2 separate regions of the Gossypium hirsutum genome follow, and region 2 is linked to region 1. The links are chromatin contacts, called in public Hi-C maps. All regions are on one chromosome and are shown on one strand. The core of a region is the stretch at or near the end of the contact, and the rest is flanking DNA. Distances in the headings are between cores, read along the strand shown. Region 1 holds the start of LOC107913584 (probable polygalacturonase). Region 2 holds the start of LOC107913566 (septin and tuftelin-interacting protein 1 homolog 1).

Evidence for each region. Hi-C and Micro-C count contacts between places; a contact is called where the count stands out from the background.
Region 2: a contact with region 1 is called in a Hi-C map of leaf, with 2.1 times the contacts expected there. The contact joins the promoter of LOC107913566 here to the promoter of LOC107913584 in region 1. A contact is called at or near these places in 2 of 34 Hi-C or Micro-C datasets (both in leaf).

What each region holds. Positions count from the first base shown.
Region 1 is chrD11:47,191,341-47,196,855 of Gossypium_hirsutum_v2.1, forward strand. It overlaps LOC107913584 (probable polygalacturonase), which reads right to left and starts at 2,817. Exons shown (of 5, transcript XM_016842217.2): 1 at 1,936-2,817; 2 at 311-431. The coding sequence starts at 2,397.
Region 2 is chrD11:47,922,939-47,928,453 of Gossypium_hirsutum_v2.1, forward strand. It overlaps LOC107913566 (septin and tuftelin-interacting protein 1 homolog 1), which reads left to right and starts at 2,906. Exons shown (of 2, transcript XM_016842200.2): 1 at 2,906-3,143; 2 at 3,270-5,515. The coding sequence starts at 3,295.

The DNA of each region.
Region 1 (5,515 bases), core at 1,567-4,066:
AGTTAAAATCAGGTAGAAATAGCTTATCAAAGTGTCAATTTAGATGCTTTTTAAAATTCTACCCAGCAAGCATGGGAAAGCATTCATTTTGTTATAATCCATGAGCCCTAGTCAAGTCAATTAAATCTAATTTGAGAAAAGCAAAATGTAACACATGGCTGGCTGCCATTATAACTTTTGATTTATGCATACATGTGTGCGTGCATGTGTGTGCAAGTTAAAGCAACTCTTCTTTCCAATTTCATTATTAATCATCAAAGTACCATAACTATGTCTCCAAATATGTTATTTAAAAAATTGATAAAATTACCTGTAATGACTACATTGGTAAGGCCATCTCCATGAATAAGGCTTATGTGTCTTCCTCCCAGTCTCTCTCTCCCTCTACCATAAGAAGGCAATGGTTCTACAACAGGCCATTCCTTTGGATCCTATTACTCATAAACAAAATATTAAAAGATCAGCAGACTTCAGCAACTAATTTAAATAAATAAAGAAATGCATTAACAGTTTCCAGGTGACCAAAATAATTAGACAGCAATTGTTTGCCTATTTTAGTAAACAACTTGAAAGGTTCTGGTTGTTACGTTGTTGCACTAGAATGTTGCGATACTATGTGAAACAGTCTACTTCTAACAGAAATACTAGAATACCAAAGATGTTTACGCAATTCAATAATAACTTACATTTGCAAAGATTTGCCCGGAGATAAATTCACTAAATGAGTCACAGTACAAGCGCTAATTTAAGCTCAACCAATCTAAGGATTTTTGGCAGCCTTAATCTCATACACTCAATGAATTCCGTCAGAAAACCAAGTCTTCTAAGTGAGAACAAATTAATGTTCCAAAAAAATTTGTTTTGCCCTCAAAGAACAATTTTGTGTTCCTTCAATACACCAAACATAAGGGATGAACGCTCTTTTTATAGTTTCCTGGTACAGCTAATGTGATAATGCCATTCTACGTGATTCAAAAGGATAAAGTCAGCTGACAATAGTTCCCAAAATTCACAGTACTAATACCTTTTATCACCACGGTCAATCTCCTCAATTTTACAAAGAATATCGATCCCCTATTTACACCAGATTCCCTATATCTAGTTTCAATTTTTACAAACAAATCACCTAAATTTGTTGCTTTAAATTTGAACTGAAATGAGAACAAAATATGCTTTTTTTTTTGGGGGGGGGGTCCTTTAGTTAAAGTTGCACATCGACACCACCCAACTTTGTTTCTCTTCTAAAGAAAAAAGGCTATGAGAAACAACAAATTCAAAGCATGACATACACAAAGTGAGAAAACCTAGCTATGTTTCTAAATTCTATTTGAACTTTGCACCACTTTCTATTCATAAAGTTGCTCTTTCTTTCACCTATCACAAGGTTCTTTTAATCCCTATTTTTCGCCTGAAAAGGGAAAGAATTCTTTGAGAAAAGCTAAGTACTGAGAGTAACCACCAAGGTTCGAGGGTTGTGTGGTAAGAAGCTCAATGTTCCTTAAGCAAAATCTTGAATTTGGGTAAGAAAAATGAAGAAACATCTTGAATTTGGGTAAAAAAAATGAAGAAACAATTCATGCAGGATAAACGAAGTAACCCACTCTATTTTCTCTTCTACAACATAAACTACGAAATAAAATTATATTTGACACACATTAATCGTCCAACTTAATTCTTCAAATTCAAATGCAAAACCAAAAAAATTAAACAACTTGAAACGGACAAACAAACAGAGATGATAAAGCATGAAGCAATGCATTTAAAACTTAAGTTTTCAAATTGATTTAAAAAAAAAAAAAGAAATTTAAGCTTTCAACTAGGAGGTATCATGTTCAAATCAACAATCTACAATCATCCAACTTCAATTCTGGAGAAGCCAAAATGAACCCATCAAATCAAATATATATGTTATAGTGAAAACGGAGCATTGCTGACCTGAGAACCTAAAATAACTGCACCGTCTTCAAGAAACAAAGTGAAATTACTGGTGAGATTAAAGCTTCCTGTTAACCACTTTCCTTTGGGCACATTAAGCTGACCCCCGCCTTTGTTACTTAAACGTTGCATGTGAACTATCGCCTTCCAAAATGCAGCCGTATTTGAGGTTTTCCCATCGCCAACTCCTCCGAATTCCTTTATCGACATAACATGTTTTCTCTCAGGAAACTCTCCCAACAACCCGGCGCAACTTCCGGGGTCGGGGACGGGTTCGGAGCCGGATGTGACGCTGGTTTTACGTGATCCAGTAACGCCAAAGAATTGGAAAGGAAGGATATCTTTTGTGGAGATTTGAAAAGTGAGAACAGCTACGAATGTAAAGAGAAGAATAAGGAAAACCCAATACGGTTTTTTCAAGTGAACCATTATCGCACCATAATTTGGTCTCTCAGGTTCCATTTTTTGTTGAAAAAGAAGAAAGAAAAAAATTGAATTTTTATTGCTCTAATTAACAAAATTAAAGATATTGATTGAAAAACACAGATGATATAGATAATCTTTAAGTAAAGAAATCTTTACCTTTCATGCATCACCAAAATTTATAAAAAAAATTTAAATATTAAAAAAATGTTAATGGAATTAGATTTTGATAGGATTTACATGCATGAAGAAAAAATAGTTATAAAAAGAAAGAATAAAACAGTGGGCTGGTTTCCTGCATACGTGAGAAAAAGAAGAATGGCGAAGGATGACAAAGCTAAATGCCGGCCTCGGCGTATATAGCCATTAGCCGCGTTTTAGCAAAGGCTCCTTAAAATATAAATAAAAATATATATATTGGAATCAGGTTTCGTGGGAAAAGGAGTTCCAATCACGAACTAACATGAAGAGGGAATGTATGTGATATATGTGGGCAATACGATAGATAGCAGCCACATACACTTTTGTCTTGAGTGTTATTCTTAGAGTCTCGTGTCCGTTAAAGAAGGTATGTGACCCAACCGATACCGCTCCTCGCGGGAATTCGTCCAAAGGTTGCTTTCCTTTTTTGTATAATATAAACAATTAAAATTAAATTAAATTAAATTGGGTGTGTGTTTTCGGTGCATATAAGGTTTTGTGTGAGCTTTCATCATTAAATCATGATCGTACACGTAGGGTAGGAATTTTAGGATTGATTCGTCGCCTCCACCAAGGTATGATTAATCCAGGTAAATTACACGGTTGATGATTGAATCATTAAGCTGTTTTTATTTTATTTTATTTTATTTAGATCCAATTTTTTTATTACAATGAATTTTTTATCACATCCATTAAATCATTAATGGAATGTCTCTAAACATAATATCAATTTATTTTTGGATAAAAATTGCAATTTTATTACTTAAAAGCTGCTAAAAAAACAACAAAACAACCAAAATCAAATGCTATACAAATTCAACCTAATCACTATAATTCAAAATACCCAATTAGAACAAAGACTAAATATTTACAGTATCACTTACCCATCAGTCTAATCTTAATTGTTTCTTTAATCTTTAAAGGCAGTGTATCTGCCATGAGCTCTCCCAAAAAACATTCCATTCTTTTCACACCAAATAGCATGGATATAATGGATGTAGGCATTCCATGCCAGCTTCAAAAGGCAAACAATAACGACTTCCCTTAGAGACGAGTAACAAAAAAAAGTCATCTCTCTTTTTTAAATAGAAATATTTTCTAAAATATTAAATTTTTTCATGATATTGGCGTAATAATTTATGTAATAATTTATGTATACTTCGTGCTAATATAACAATATTTTTTTATATGGTATGCTAACAAATAATTTAAAAATTATAAAAATATTATAAAAAGTAAAAAATAGGAAGTACATGTAGATTGTCATGTCGGTTGCTATGCTTAAAAATTTAACATTTTGGTCAATATTTCCATTTAAAAAGCAACAATTCGACTCTTTTAAAAAGTTGAGGGCCAAATTTAACTTTAAAAAAATGACCAAATTAACAAAAGATATAAAATTGAAGGCTAAATTTGACATTATATCTTTTTATCAACATTATTTTTTATATCACGTGTTGCATGTAAATATTCACGTTTATATTTTTATTATTTAATAAAATATTTTGATTTCATATAACTAATAAAAGAATTTCAAATCATAAATCAAGTAATTTTACAATATTTAAAAAAAGTATTTTATACAATATTTAAAATATGGACATAGTACATACCATACTTTTTATTCTTCAATCTCTACTTTTTCTTTTATCTCTACAAAATCAGTGTAAATAAATGAACGAGATCATCAATATATTAAATAATAATGTTATTTTTAGTTATACAATAAATTGATCATGTTGGCCTTTCTTATAATAACACCTCTTTGTATACTACATTTTTCATGTATATCTATTTTTTGTGTTTTTCCCTGATAATAGAATTAATCTAATTTTAATCAAGAAATAATTTAAAATAACATAATAAGATATTGCTTATTGATCAAATTGTATAGTTTAAATTATAATTAAAGTGTAATTAAATACATATTACTTCAACACTTATTATGAGTTTAAATAAAAGTAAAAAAAAATCTAGAAATTTTATATAAAAATATTAAATTCTAAAAAATAAAAAGTATTTTGATAATTGAGATTAAAGTTCAATTGAATATGTATGTGTACACTTATAATAGATACAATTAATTATGATTTTAATGTATTAAATTTGTTAAATTAAGTATTAATTTTTAAATATAATGTGCTATAATCAATGTATATTAAGAGGGGATGAATTAGTTTTTGAAAATTTTAAAATAAAGAGCTTAAGAAAAATTGACACAAATGATTTAGAGTGGTTTGATATCAAATGTCTACCTTTACTATTTAACTTACCACAACTATTAATGCACTCAATTGATATATTTTTTTTATTTTAATTAATTTTGGACATGAGTTTTACCTAATTTAACACTTAATCGATCTTTTTTTTTATATAGATATAATAATTGTCCAATGTGTTAAGGAACGAGTGAATATACAGATTGCATGAAAAATTTGACATGAGAGCTTGCATTGGTGCACAATACAAAAATTTTAAAACACTTATTGTATTTATTAAGCTATCTCTTTTTATTTTAAGATTTTATTAATTTAGGTTATTATTATATTATATAATTTAGGGTGTGAGAAAGGAGCATATGCGCACAACTACCTTTCTTTTAAACTTAAGCTCCGTTTGTTTCATTGAAATGACTTCCAAAAAATATTTTATGCATTTTCCTATGTTTGTTTTATGGAAAACAACTTGTAAATGGAAAATGACTTATAGGTCAACAGAAAATAAGTCATTTTTCTTGTAAAATGACTTACCCTTTTGAAAAGCATAAGTCATTTTCCAGAAAAGAGTTCTTGTGATTCTATTTTTATATAAAAATTAACTTAATATAACCTAAATATTATTATATTAATAATAAAATTTTATTTTTATTTTAAAAATATTTAAAATTAATAAAATATTAATATAAAATATTATAATTTTTAATATTATTAAGCATACATATTTAATTATCTATATC
Region 2 (5,515 bases), core at 1,656-4,155, 730 kb after region 1:
ATCGGTGTAATTTTTTTCTTCATTTCCATACAACCGATATCTTTAGCCTTCATTCTTATTCGAAGGCCAACACCATCATGGACGCAAGAGGACTCCTAGGCGGTGCTCTTTTCGGGGCAAAAATGGTTGTCGTTATTAAACAATTCACTAATAACTACAAATATTGCTATGTCGACCCGAGTTTGACCTCTACTCAGCCGAAACATCCACTCTCCTCCTAAGATTCCTCTTGTGTCCACCTCGGTGTCAGCCTTTGGATAAGAATAAAAGGTTAAAGATACCGACTGCTTAGAAATAGAGAAAAAAATTACGTTGATTACATCGGAAAGCCTTTCATTTTCCTATGATTATGGCCTCAGTCTTATGTATAGTATATTTAAGGCATTATTTCCGAGTATCCAAAAAGTTTGAACTCGTGACCGCATAACGATCGTCAACTGGCCCTCAGTTATACTCAAACCCATGATTGTATAACGACCGCCAACTGGGACCTTTACTTAGACTTCGACCTGTGATCGTCGCACTGTCACCCCAGAACTTGACTTCCATAAATGAGTAACAGAGGTAATGGTCCTATCCTGACATGACATATAAAATTTATGTGTTCTGAGATGCATTATTGCATCCTCGACCCTTTAAATCTACCTATAAACTTTTACGGTGTCACCCTTAAACCCTAAACAATAAAAATACTAAATACATAAACCCTAAAAACCAACCCTAACCGTAAAAAACCCTAAAAAAATCGTTGGCTAGGGAGAGAGTGTGTGAAAGTACATCCAGTTGGGTGAACTTTCCTACCACCCATGCAAAAAGCGTGCCCAATTAGACACAATTTTACACACACTCTCTAAAAATGACCTATTTCCCTAAATTTAAAAAAAAAATCAGCCTATATGACTAATTAACAAACTTTATTGGTATTTTTGGCTAATTTAACCTAGAATAAGACTATTTGAAAGTTTATAGAAGAAAGGAAAAGACATGCTTTGAAAGGAGAAAACAAGAAAAAAGCAAGTACTATTAATTTTATCTTACCACTACACCACAAACAACATTTTATCCCCTTTTAAAGTAGCACACAAAATTTATAGTCGTACATCATGATTTTTTCTGTGGTTTTAAAAAGGCTTAATGATTTATTTAGCCCTTTAATTTTGTAAAAAAAAATTAGTTTAGTTTTTTTTATTTAAATTTTTATTTCTTTTAATATTTGAATTTGTGTTTTTATCAAATCACTCCAAAATGAATAGAAAATGTAATATTTATTAATCTTACTGACATGATATCCACATGTATGTCACATTAATAATTAATTAATTTTTAAAAAAAATCTGAAAACTTAAAAATTATCAAAAATTTAAAAAGTGTAAAATTTTTTTAATACTAAAAATTATAATAATATTCTATAATTTTTAAAAATTTTGAAAAATTAATTAATTTTTTACCTATAAAAAATCTAAAAACTTAAAAATTATCAAAATTTTAAAAAAGTGTAAAGTTTATTTAATACTAAAAATTATAATAATATTCTATAATTTTTAGATATTTTAAGAAATTAATTAATTGCTTACGTATACACATGGAATACCATGTTAACAAAGTTAAAAAATGTTTACTTTTCCAACCATTTCAAGGTATTTTGACAAAAAAATACAGTTTAAGAGTTAAAAGAGATGAAAAATTAAATAAATGACGACTCAATGTCTTTCTTTTATAAAGTTAGAAAATCGAATAAATCATTATGTAAATATGATTTTTTTCCTAACTATACTTAAATAATTCGTAAATATGGATAAAATATAGGCTCTTAATAGTTTGATGCCACGTGATTTATGGCCAATAATGGTTGCTTAGTTACTAGGACGGACTAACAATGATATTAAGAACTACTAGAACACCAAGCTTAAGAAGAAACTCATGGTCATGAATATGACTTCTCAATCCTAAAGAGCTACTACCATTCCCATCCTCTCATCACACTCCATTTGTTTCATTTCAATTTATACAAAGATTGCACTACTTATCACATTCCAACTAGATCTTTCACAGCCTTTGAGCCAATGTCATTGATTCAGTCTAATATTTAGAACAATGAAAACACTAATTCTACTATCAATTATTCTATTATTCACACTTTATAGACCTTGGTGAATTACATGCAGTTTTACCGGTGAAAGAAGATTAATTTTCTCATGTTACCAGTGTTACCCACATCAATTTTGACAAAGAGATCAAGCAAGAAGACGAGTAATTTTTAGGTTTTAGTGCCTCTAATGGGTATGGAGATAATCACAACTTCATGTTGAGCCCTAACACCAATAATGTAACTTAAAATGTTAAGTAATGAACTGAGAAACCAACTGGATATAATTTAAACAATCCCACCCATTTTGGCTAACATGATAGCAAACATAAAAATATATATATATTCACATTTGCTACCTCATAAAAAATATATGCTAGAACAAACATTAACACACAGAGCCCTATTGAACAACAAAAGAACTTGATTAACCATAACCTAATGGTTGATTGCAATTAAGCTAAGAAATCTTGCTCCGACTCTTTTAGTACCTAAGAAAAAAATTAACAAACATGATTTGACTACATCCACTCGTTCTCTTAAGTAAAGAAAAAAAAAACATATTCAACATGATTTGATGTGATCTAAAATTCACATCACAAAGATCCAACATGAAAATCAAATTGATTTTACATTTAAACAGAGTGTAGATCTCGTTTCTTACTAAGTAAGGCCTAAATTTCTTCTGAGTATCAATTCAAATTTTCAATGGTATAATGAATATACGTTGTAAAAGAGGTATAAAATTGTGTGAATTGCAATTAAAGCCGGAAACATAAACTGGTTATTTAAACATAAATTGCACTACTTCATATATTTAATCAAATAATTGGGCCCACCCTTTGGAGAAATAGAAGGTTAGCCCAGGTATAAAATCAAACCATTTTTAGGTTCCGGATCCTTACCCGGACTCGTTAAGTGCAACCTAAACCCTAAATCCCTAATTTACTCCGTTCCCCCCCACTTCTTTCTGATTTCTAATTTCCCCTGTTCTTCAAATTCGTATAAATCTGATTCCCACCCTCTTTGTAAATTTTCCTCTGGCCGAGATTTCCAGGTATTTTTGCTACTATTAATCTTACTTTACATTTCGTCTTCTTACTCAAACTTTTATTGATCTCCCCGTTTGTGCTTTTTCTTTTTTCCGTTTGTAAATTCTGATTGTTTGCTCTTTTTGCTTCAGATTTTGATAAAAAGCGGAGAAGAAAATGGATGAATATCAAGAGATGGAAAGGTTTGGGATGGAGAACGATTTTGAAGACGCACAATGGATAGACGGCGAATTCTACTACAAAAAGCGCAAAGAAAAACGGACTCAGACAAAAGATGATGTTATTTATGGTGTTTTTGCATCTGATACCGACTCTGAAGACGGTGGTTCTTCTTCATCAAGGAAGAGAAGGAAAGAATTCGGGAAGAAAGCCGACTTGACGAAGCCTGTCAACTTTGTTTCTACAGGTACTGTAATGCCTACCCAAGAAATCGATAATAATTCTAAGGTAGAGAACGATAATAGTGTTCGGGATGATAATGGGGATGATAGCAGGCCTGGATTGGGGTCTGGCGTAGGTTTAGGGTTTGGTGGAAATGATAGCTTGCCCAAAAGTGATGGTAATGTTGTTGCTGATGAGGATGGTGATACTAGTTTTTTGCCTACTGCCTTTGGGAGGAAGATAAAGGAAGGGGCACAAAGGAGAGAGAAAGAGAGGGAGAGGTTGAAAATGGAGAAGAAAAGCTTAGGAGGCAGAAGGGAGGCTGGAGGTGGTAATGGTGATGTTGGGTCTTTCGAGAAGCATACTAAGGGTATTGGGATGAAGTTGCTTGAGAAAATGGGGTATAAAGGAGGTGGTCTTGGGAAGAATGAGCAAGGAATTGTTGCACCTATTGAGGCAAAGATGAGGCCTAAGAATATGGGGATGGGGTTTAATGATTTTAAGGAGGCTAAGTTGCCAGGGTTGCAGCAGTTGGAAGAGAAGAAAAGTGTGAGCCAGCAGCCTGTTGGGAAAGCAAAGGAGAGGCTTTGGTCGAAGAATGCAAAGGGGAGGAAAAAGGAGGAGTATATTACAGTGGAAGAGTTGTTAGCAAAGAAGCAAGAAGAGGGTGTTGAGATTGTTCAGAAGGTGATTGATATGAGGGGGCCACAAGTAAGAGTTTTAACCAACTTGGAGAATCTAGATGCTGAAGAGAAGGCAAGAGAGAATGATGTTCCGATGCCCGAGTTGCAGCATAATTTGAAGTTAATTGTTGACTTGGCAGAGCTTGATATTCAGAAGATTGATAGGGATTTAAGGAATGAAAAAGAGACAGCATTGAGCTTGCAAAAGGAGAAGGAAAAGTTGGAGATTGAGGCTTCACATCAGAAGCAACATTTGGCTAATATGGAGCAAATTGTTAGTGTGCTTGGCCAGATTGAGGAAGAGAACTCATCTGGGAAATTGACCTTGGAGTCCCTTGCAAATAGTTTTAGGGATTTGCAGAAAAATTATGCTGATGATTACAAATTGTGTAACTTGTCCTGCATTGCATGTTCATTAGCTTTGCCTCTGTTTATAAGAATGTTTCAGGGTTGGGATCCTCTTGTGAATCCATCTTACAGGATGGAGGTGATATCAGCATGGAAGGATTTATTGCAAATAGATGGTAGTTATGACATTTGGGAGGATGTAGCAACACCTTATTGTCAGTTGATCTCGGAAGTTGTTTTACCAGCTGTGAGGATATCTGGCATAAACACATGGGAGCCTAGGAACCCTGAACCAATGCTTGGATTTTTGGAATCATGGGAAAAGTTACTTCCGTCACCTATTCTTCAGATCATATTGGATACTGTGGTAATGCCGAAATTGTCAAGAGCAGTTGACTCATGGAATCCCCGTAAGGAAACTGTTCCAATCCATGTCTGGGTTCATCCATGGTTGCCAATGTTGGGGCCGAAGTTGGAGGGCTTGTATCAAACCATACGTATGAAGTTGAGTAATGTTCTTGATGCTTGGCACCCAAGTGATCCATCTGCTTATGCTATACTATCACCTTGGAAGACTGTTTTTGATTCAGTGAGTTGGGAACAACTTATGCGCCAATATATAGTCCCCAAGTTGCAGATTGCTCTGCAGGAGTTCCAAATAAACCCTGCAGATCAGAAGCTTGATCAGTTTTATTGGGTTATGTCTTGGGCCTCTGCAATTCCCATTCATCTCATGGTTGATTTGATGGAGAAATTTTTCTTTGTAAAGTGGCTGCAGGTTTTGTATCATTGGTTGTGCTCAAAACCCGACTTTGAGGAGATAAAAAATTGGTACATGGGTTGGAAGGGACTTCTGCCACAGGAGCTTTTGGCTAATGAAAGCATCCGCAATCAACTTAACTGTGGTCTTGAGATGATGGTTCAGGCTGCTGACCATGTACCAGTAGTGCAGCCTGGTTTGAGGG